Regions from separate parts of the Hordeum vulgare genome. Here region 1 is linked to region 2. Evidence: chromatin contacts called from public Hi-C data. All regions are on one chromosome and are shown on one strand. Each heading gives the region's core, a stretch centred on a gene start, on an enhancer-like site or on the middle of the called end of the contact. The rest is flanking DNA. Distances are from core to core; before and after follow the strand shown.

Region 1 (4,184 bases), core at 1,457-3,956, 290 kb before region 2:
TCGTCGGAGACGAACACAACACCGGACATTCGCGAACGTTTGGATCGAGGTCGGGACGCGCAATAAGAACCACCGAACGGATCGAGGTCGGGACGCGCAATAAGAACCACCGAACGAATCCATCCACCACGCCATACGTAACGTGACATGACACGAGGACAACCAAATAAGACGAAACAAAGACGTACCGCTCTCCCCTCCGGAGCAGAGTACAACCGAGAAAAGGAAACGGAGCGCTACCAAAGGAAGTCCGGCATATGTACTACTACGATGCTCGATCGATCCCAAGAAAAGGAAGATCTTTGTGCATGTGCGACGGCGACGGGGACGATGGGCACGCCGCCGGCTGTACCAATCCCCTCCGGCCGCAGGGCCAGCGCACCAAAGGGGGAAAACGACCAGCCGGCCACTCCGGCGCCGTCTCGCTCGCCGGTCTCTCTCGCGGGGGGTTCCACGCCCACATCGCTCCCATACTGTTCCAACCATCCGAGTTCACCAGCCACCGTTGTCGACCACTCCGCCTCAACCGTCGCCGGACACGCGCGCCGGCCCGCCACCACCACGTCACCGCAAGCGCCAACAACGATCGCAATCACAACCATTTCGTTTCATTCACACTTTTTTACTGGAAGAATGGATGGGAAGATAGATATAGCAAGACGTGCGCAACACAAGAAAGAAAAAAGGGGCAAAAGGGTAAATTATTTTACCGATATGATATGATATGATATGACAGGAGATAGATAAACATCATTTACTTGATAATAGCGAAGGATTACACAAATACATTGGGGGGGGAGTTGATTCATCGCCATTGGATGAACCAAGGATTAAAGGCCGCTAAGCGGCTAAGGCAGTAGTACAAAATATGGTGTGGGGGATCGGATCGTCGATCGCCATCCTTACGAAGGATTACATTAATTAACAAAATGTGAAATCGGTCGGTCTTCAGCTAGTCCAGATGATGCACTAACGAGGACGATAAAGAAACAACAACAGCGCCAGTAATCACAGGAATCAAGTCCACCTTCCAACCCTCTCATCGTCACCACCACCAGCCAGCTTCCCTTCCATGCTTCACCACCCACCCTTCCACCTATGCACAACACAACAGATAGGACCACCACCATCCAAGTTCCAATCCACCTCTTCCCTCCTTTTTTTGGTAATTTTTCCTTTTGGGTAAATTCCTACTTCCTCAAGAACCCCAAAACAAATCCACCCATCCTCCTCCTTCATCTTGCCTCCCTTCCGCCAACCAGGAATATTCACATGGGAGATAGATAGCAGCTATGTACAGGAATTTGCAGCAACTTGAAATAGCAAAAGAAACTTGAGGATAATTTTTTTGGGGTGCCATTTTTCTTCCTTCTTCTTCTTACCGCCACCTCCGTCATGCCATCTTGTTGAGCGACTCCGCAAAGTAAACTTGGAAGAAGGAACGGGCTGCCTCAGTTGATGAGGTCTGAGACCCACCCGACGTCGGGGCCTCCTCCTGCTCCGGCACCGACGTCGCAGCTGCGGGGCGCGGCGCCGTCTCGGCTCAGCCGCTCGAACACCTTCTCCCGGAGCGCCCTCCCGGACTCCACCCTCTGAACCGGCTCCTCGTCGTCGAGGAAGCGGAGGTTGAGTGGCTCCAGGTTGGCCATGAAGCTGGAGGCGCTGGTCTGAGTGCCCATGGGGGTGGTGGGGAGGCTGTAGAGGCCGCCGGCCTTGGGCGAGCCGTAGGCGGCAGGGGAGGTGGGGTAGGCGGGCCACCCACCGGACGGCGACGCCTGCGCCTTGGCGAGGCGCAGCTGGCGGAGCGAGGCGAGGACGTCGTTCACGGGCGACCCAACGCCGGGCCATGAACCGCGGCGGAAGGAGGCGGCGGCCCCGTCGGGAGACAATGGCGGCGACTCGGACGGGGGCGACTTGGGCGGGGAGGAGAGCAGGGTGCTGGTGGGCGAGGAGGACATGATGCTCTTGCTGAGGTAGCTCTCGAACGCCTGGCGCCGGAGCGGGGAGCCGTCGTAGGACTCGGCGAGCGGGGACAGCGGCGTGCTCCTGGGGCTGGAGTGCTGGGACGGCATGGCGCGGAGCTGGTCGGGGGTGTGGGCGAAGAAGCAGACGCGGCGGCGGCAGGCGGTGCCGTCCTTGCAGGGCTGCGTGCGGTAGCGCGCCGGGTGGAGCCAGCACTCGAAGACGCCGTGCGCGTACTCGCAGGCGTCGCCGCGCTTGCATCCGCCCTTGCGGAAGTCGGGGCAGGCGGTGCCGGAGTAGTGGTACTTGCGCGGGTCGCGGCGGCGCGCCTTCTCCCCCGGGTGCGCGAAGGGGCACTCGGTCCAGTCGTGGCTCCGGCCGCGCGCGCACCGGCGCACCTTGAAGTCGTACATGCGGAACTCGTCGCACGCGTACGCGTCCACCGCGGCCGCCATGGCCGCCGCCTCGTCCTCGTCATCGCCGCCCGCGCCCGCCATGTCGTTGCACGGCAGGTACTGGCGCAGCGCGGCGAACAGGAACGGCGTCTCGTCGCCACCGCCGGCGTCGACGCCGCTCACCGGGAGGTTGCCCCACGGCGGCACGCTCACTCCCTCGCTCATCATCATCATGTCTAGGCTGAGAGCTGGGCGCTGCCTCTGCTCTACCGTCTGCTCTACGGGAAGGAAGAGATCTGCTAGTGGACTGAAGGTGGGTGGGTCTCGGACGGATTGTGGAGAAGAACACCAAGCGGCGCGCGCTTATAAACACCCTCGCCCACAACCACAGACGGCGCGGTCGTACAAGCTAACTGACGCCGTTGCCTCCCCGCACGGCGGTAGCCAGGCAGCCACCCCGCTGACCCCGCTGACACGTCGCCCCCACCGGAGTCCCATGGCCCACGGTCAGCGAGAGGGAACGAGGCGAGGCGGGGATAAAGGGGCGGTACGGAGCGATACACGCGGCGGGCGGGGAGGCATGCGGGAGGGCGAGGTGTCTCGAGCGGGGGACGGGTCAGGGACACGTCGTGGAGTGGGGAGGGAGGGAGCCCTACGATCTTTTTTTTTTTTTTTTTGAGGGGAGCGGGCTACGTGTATAGGTTGGGGGTTTGGGGTTTGGGGTCCGGTCCGGGGGAAGATATTGGGTTCGTGTAGTTTCTGGAAACCTGGGGTAGGGAGTGGTGGCGCGGCTTGGACAGATGCGTGCATGCAGATGGGTGCTTGCCCTTTTTTCCTTTTTTTTTTCTTTTCTTTCCCAACTCCCGAGCGTGTATGTGTACCGCTGCACTCGCATGTGCCTGTCACCGGTTTGGCTGCGTCCGATTTTAGAATCGTCCTGCCTTTCCACTTAGCGTAGGAGCAACTATTAACTATGCTCCGCTGGATTATTTCTCTCTGAAGGAGTACTAGTGTGGCAAAGAATTATTTTGACTGTTAACGTCCGTAAATTCCGTAAGAGCGTCTCCGATAGGTTATTTATATGGATGTCTATATTCGTTTTTCAAGATGTGAGACCACAACAGGCGTTCAGTAGCTTGTCTATGCAATCATTCAAACATGTACATTTTTCAAATCGACATTGACAATGTGAAGACATCATCCAAACTCAATTGTAGTCACAATTTCTACCTTTCATCCATCATGGTCTCCGTATATATATATATATATATATATGTTTTAATGCAAAATTAAATTTAAAGTTGAGAAAAATAATAGATTATGATTTATATAAATATTAAAATATTAAAATATACACATGCTATTGAAGATGCTTTAATAATAACGGTTGTTGAAAACGGACATAGATCCATGAGCATTCTCCTGGGTGTAAATAGCAAATATTATTCATGAGTGAGAAATATTGATCAAAAGATAATCACAAATATCTTAAGAGGACAGAACTAGATATTTGTGTGAGGGTAGGGGGAAAGTTTCCAGGATGTCCACATCCATGTAGTTCTAAATAATTTTATGTTAGAAACCTAAACTTAGCTGCTAACTTAAACTGGGCGTATTATTATTGACAGTTGGAAACGTTGGAGATTTTCTAGACGGAACAGCAACAAATATAACAAATATCTAACGACACGCGCACACATAAGCTTACAAAGAGGAACTCTAGCAAACCCCATAAAAGGTTGCGGCTCGTAGAATTTCGGTAGTATACGGATTGGTCCTTTTTTGACCAAACTAGACTCCGTATATTCGGGCCGGTCCGTAATCAAA
Region 2 (4,186 bases), core at 1,039-3,538:
AGTTTTAGTCCACCAGATATCTTTGCGATGATGATATATTTTCTTTGTCAAAAAAAAAAAAGTTTTAGTCTACCAGGGCTACCGAACCATATCAACATCACAATCGTATTTTTACTGTTGCAAAGATCCTTAGCTTTGCCGGTGATTGGCCACGCGTCGTTGTGAGTGATCCACCGCGAGCATAGTTAACAGGTGAATATTTTTGTGAGCTCATACCTCACCTTCTCCCCCGGGCAGGGGCGCTAGCTAGAGACAAGACCCGCTCGTACGTCGCCTTTGTGTCAACATAAAGATGGTGATGATAAGGTGGCCGATCGATAGCCCGTTCCTTGTTTATTTGCATGGCTAAATTAGGCCAGTAAAGTTGGGTCTTAGTGACGATGATGGTGATAATACAGGATGGATCGGTGATGGCATTTTGTTAATGCCATGCCAGCAACACACGCACGATTACTGAGGCTGGCATACATGCTGCTAATGTACGTAGCACGCCACTAACAAAGGCTCTTTCTTCTTCTTGTTGTTCGTCGTCGTCGTCGTCGTCAAGATCTCTTTTTGGCCGTCGTCTCGGTAGTCTTTGGCTCGCTCTAGGTGACCCTGATGGTTCCGAAAAAGGGCGTCCTCGGCGACGGCGACGAACCGGCGGCGGCACCGGCCTGCTGATCGGTCTTCCGGGCGGCCGTCGACGCGATCTTGAGCTCCAGGTCAGGTGCCTGCCGAGGAGGAGGATTCGCATTTGCCACCAGGCCCAGGGAAGGAGGGAGCTTCGGCGCACGGCTCACCGACGGCGACGAGAAGCTCGGCATCAGAGTCAGGCACGGAGGTAGCGCCGCGTCCGGCCTCGGCCGGCTGGCGCCGAGGGAAAGAGCAGGGAACGTTAACCCCATCGCGTCCACGGAGCTGGTGGCGTCGGGTTTTAGCCTGTGGCGACGCTCGGTGGTTGCTCTGTCGCCATTCTTCTCGACCTGAAGAGACCATGTCAGCTGTTTCGTTGCTGTTGATATTATTGCTACGTGCAAGTGCAACGAGGATGACGACGATGAAGGGTAGTACGTCACGTACCACGTCGAAGAGGCTGGAGCGCCGCTTCTTCTGCGCGAGGCCGGCCTGCCGGAGGAAGTACTTTTGGGCGTGGCTGGCCACCTGCGTCGGCGTGCGCGTGGTGACGAAGTGCCGGGAGATGCCTCGCCAGTCGCCTTTCCCGAGCTTCTCCAGGCCGGCCAGGAACCTCCGGTGCTCGTCCTCAGTCCATGGAACCCCTGGTCACAATCCACTTACAAGTTCAGTATGAACATAATCTGACATCTTATTAGTAAGATGAAAAACATGGCACTAAATTCTACCAGTACCAACCTAAAGAAATGATATTTAGTGTTCTGAAATAAATGACTAAGTAGCTGCAGGGATGCAAACAAAGTCAGCTGCCATGCTATCCCTCATCAAGTTGGCAGACAAACTTATGGACAGCAACGGATGGCACAATTGGAGAAGAGGATCCAAATAAACACTCATGCGTCAACTAGAATCTTCAGATTTTTAGTTGAAAAAGAGAGTATCTTCAGATTATTTCATAATCGGAACACATAGATATCATGATGATGATTATCAAAGATCATAATCGCCCAGATCCAAAGCATGGTTAATGAAAGCGTGTCACAGTGGTGTGCCGAACCAAGGAACAGTTGAAGAAATAGCAGGATGGACTCACCTTTCTTCCTCTCCTGAGCCCTGCCCATGAGTCCGTCCGAGAGGTACCCGTGGCCCATCTTCTCCGGGCTCTCCTCCACCGAGACGAGCGACGACGACGAGGACACGGACGACGACGAGTTGGACGCGGCAACACCCACGGCCGCGGCCGCCGCGTAGTAGGCCGACGCCGACGACGACAGGCACTCCATACTGAAGCTCTTCTTGAGAGGCGCAGCGCCCACTTGCAGCTGCACCCCGAACAGCCTCAGGCCACCGCCGCCGCCGCTCTCGAGGCCTCTGTGGCCGCTGCAGGTCCTCGAGTTGTGGCCATTGTGGCCGCAGCTCGAGCATTTCCTCGCCATGCCGATCCACGGCACACAAGGTTGGAAACCAAGAAGGTTGGAGAAGAAGGAGATAATTCGTCTGGCTCTCAGGCCCCGGGATAAGATGATGGTGTGGACTGCGGGGGAGACGTAGCATCTGGGGCTTAATAGAGGAGAAAGGTGTGGCGGGGGACTAGTGATTTGCTGGGGAGCGCACACCTGTGCCGATGAAGGCGACGCATTGGCATCGCATCGTCTCCCTTTAAGGTATTGACAAATTCAATCAAGTGCTGGGAATGCTGGCATATTTAACTGCACCTGGAATCCGGTGGAATCTGCCCAGTCCCTGGATGCCAATAATGCCATCGCCCCGTCGCCGTCATGCCGTATATGTTGCTCCTGTATGGCTCATATCAGGAATCCTATACCATCGCCTCTCTGTGTTTTCCTCTCCTCTCTAAGTCCGGCATGGTTAACCGATTGGAAAAGTCTTGTGTTAGCCTCTTTTAGGAAAAAAAATCCCTCTAATGGTGTACTACTAATAACCAGTACTGAAAGCCACACACAAGCAATGTGAAGTGCCAGAAAATATCTACAGAAAGTCTGTTTTGCTGGCTCATACATACTACGTACAAATCAATGGATGGATGGACATGACATGAAAGAGTTTCACTTTCACCCCCAGATGCATTTCCAAGTTGCAGTAAACGAGAAGAGAGAAAGATACTGTTTTGCTACGTCCTGAGCGGCTTGGAATCTTGTATTCTAGTGCACGCAACTAAGTATGAGAAAACGAAATAGGAGATTCAACGGAGATAGGGTTGTGATTAACAAAGCTGAGGACACAAGGTTGTTGGGGTTGCTCAAGGGTTGTGGTGCAGTTCTTTTAGCTTCCATTGTCCCAAGGACCAAAGGACATTGGCTAATAACAGGAGTGACAGGGAGGAGGAGCAGAAGAGGCCTTTCTATGCAAGCAAGCATAGTTGTTATCAAGGTTAGGTGCCAAGATCCAAGATTGGACAAAAAGGTCGTCACCATAACAACCACAAAAAAGTGAGACGTGCTAGTATTCTGTACCTTACACAGCTATTGGAAAATATTTTCTAGCCAGTTTATCTTTGGTTCCGGGATAGAAAATGCCAGACAAGTGCTTGTTCTACTCCTACTCCCTCGGTTTGTGCTGTGTTCTCACTGGAGTTTTGGCAATGGCATCCATTTTCTATGCTTCCTACCACGAACTCTGTATGGGCCATATGCCTTCCCATCCATTGGTAGATCAAGTAATCAACAACCGGCCAGTCTTTGGTCCTCAAGACTACACATATGGAGATAAGATGAAGTTTGTCCTGGCCTAATTAATCCACACCAAACCAGGGCGAGTTAAAGAAAGTTGAAGAAGGTAGGTGCCTCATTCAGATTAACAAATCACATGCGTTTAAGTTATCTCCAGTGTTTTTGACAATCTTAAGTTATCTCTAGTGTGTACGCATGCAAAATGGATCATACCAATTACCAAGTCTTAGTTTTACTTGACAATTTAGTCCACCCATATTTTACTGACAACAGCGATTGCTTAGCGTCCTAAGGCTTCTGCTATACTATACTCCTACATGTTGAAAATATCTTTGCTACATGTGTGCCTACAAGCATATCCCGATGCCTCAGCGCGATCATGAATATGCTACAGTGCCCTGCTGACAACGACGATTTCAATTATTGATAGCACAAGCAGTAGTACTTCTCTAGAATAACTTATCGGAGGTGTTGTGTTGCTACAGTATTGTAAAGAACATTTCTGTGCATATCCTTCTCTGTTCATAGAAGGAACAATAGTATGCTGAGTAATTTCTGAGAGAGGCGAAGTTGTCCATGTCTTTCAATGAGATCGTGAGTATCGTTTTGGTGGACTAGACTTTGACGATCCACTACGAACGTGTGAGGACGTCGCGCGTTAGCAATCGCTAAACCAACTCCGAGAGGTTATTGATCACATCGGAGCACGATCAACCTGACCACGAAGGTTTGTTTCCTGCACGCAAACGAAGAACAAGCAAGAAACCAAGATTGTAATCAAGATATTGCGAATATAAGAGGAAAACTTTATTGATGAAGGTGGGGTTCTGTGACGCATTTGTCTGGTCGTAGAACACAAACGAAGAACGGGAAGTTGCAAC

The links. Hi-C and Micro-C count contacts between places; a contact is called where the count stands out from the background.
Region 1: a contact with region 2 is called in a Hi-C map of leaf, with 5 times the contacts expected there. The contact joins the promoter of LOC123442899 here to the promoter of LOC123442898 in region 2. A contact is called at or near these places in 1 of 6 Hi-C or Micro-C datasets (leaf) and 1 of 1 datasets of contacts at active chromatin or transcription factors (embryo).

The regions. Positions count from the first base shown.
Region 1 is chr3H:45,349,421-45,353,604 of MorexV3_pseudomolecules_assembly, reverse strand. LOC123442899 (zinc finger CCCH domain-containing protein 2) reads right to left here and starts at 2,706. Exons shown (of 1, transcript XM_045119079.1): 1 at 741-2,706. The coding sequence starts at 2,591. The coding sequence ends at 1,452.
Region 2 is chr3H:45,058,334-45,062,519 of MorexV3_pseudomolecules_assembly, reverse strand. It overlaps LOC123442898 (transcription factor MYBS3-like), which reads right to left and starts at 2,288. Exons shown (of 3, transcript XM_045119078.1): 1 at 1,709-2,288; 2 at 1,063-1,259; 3 at 297-965. The coding sequence starts at 2,051. The coding sequence ends at 588.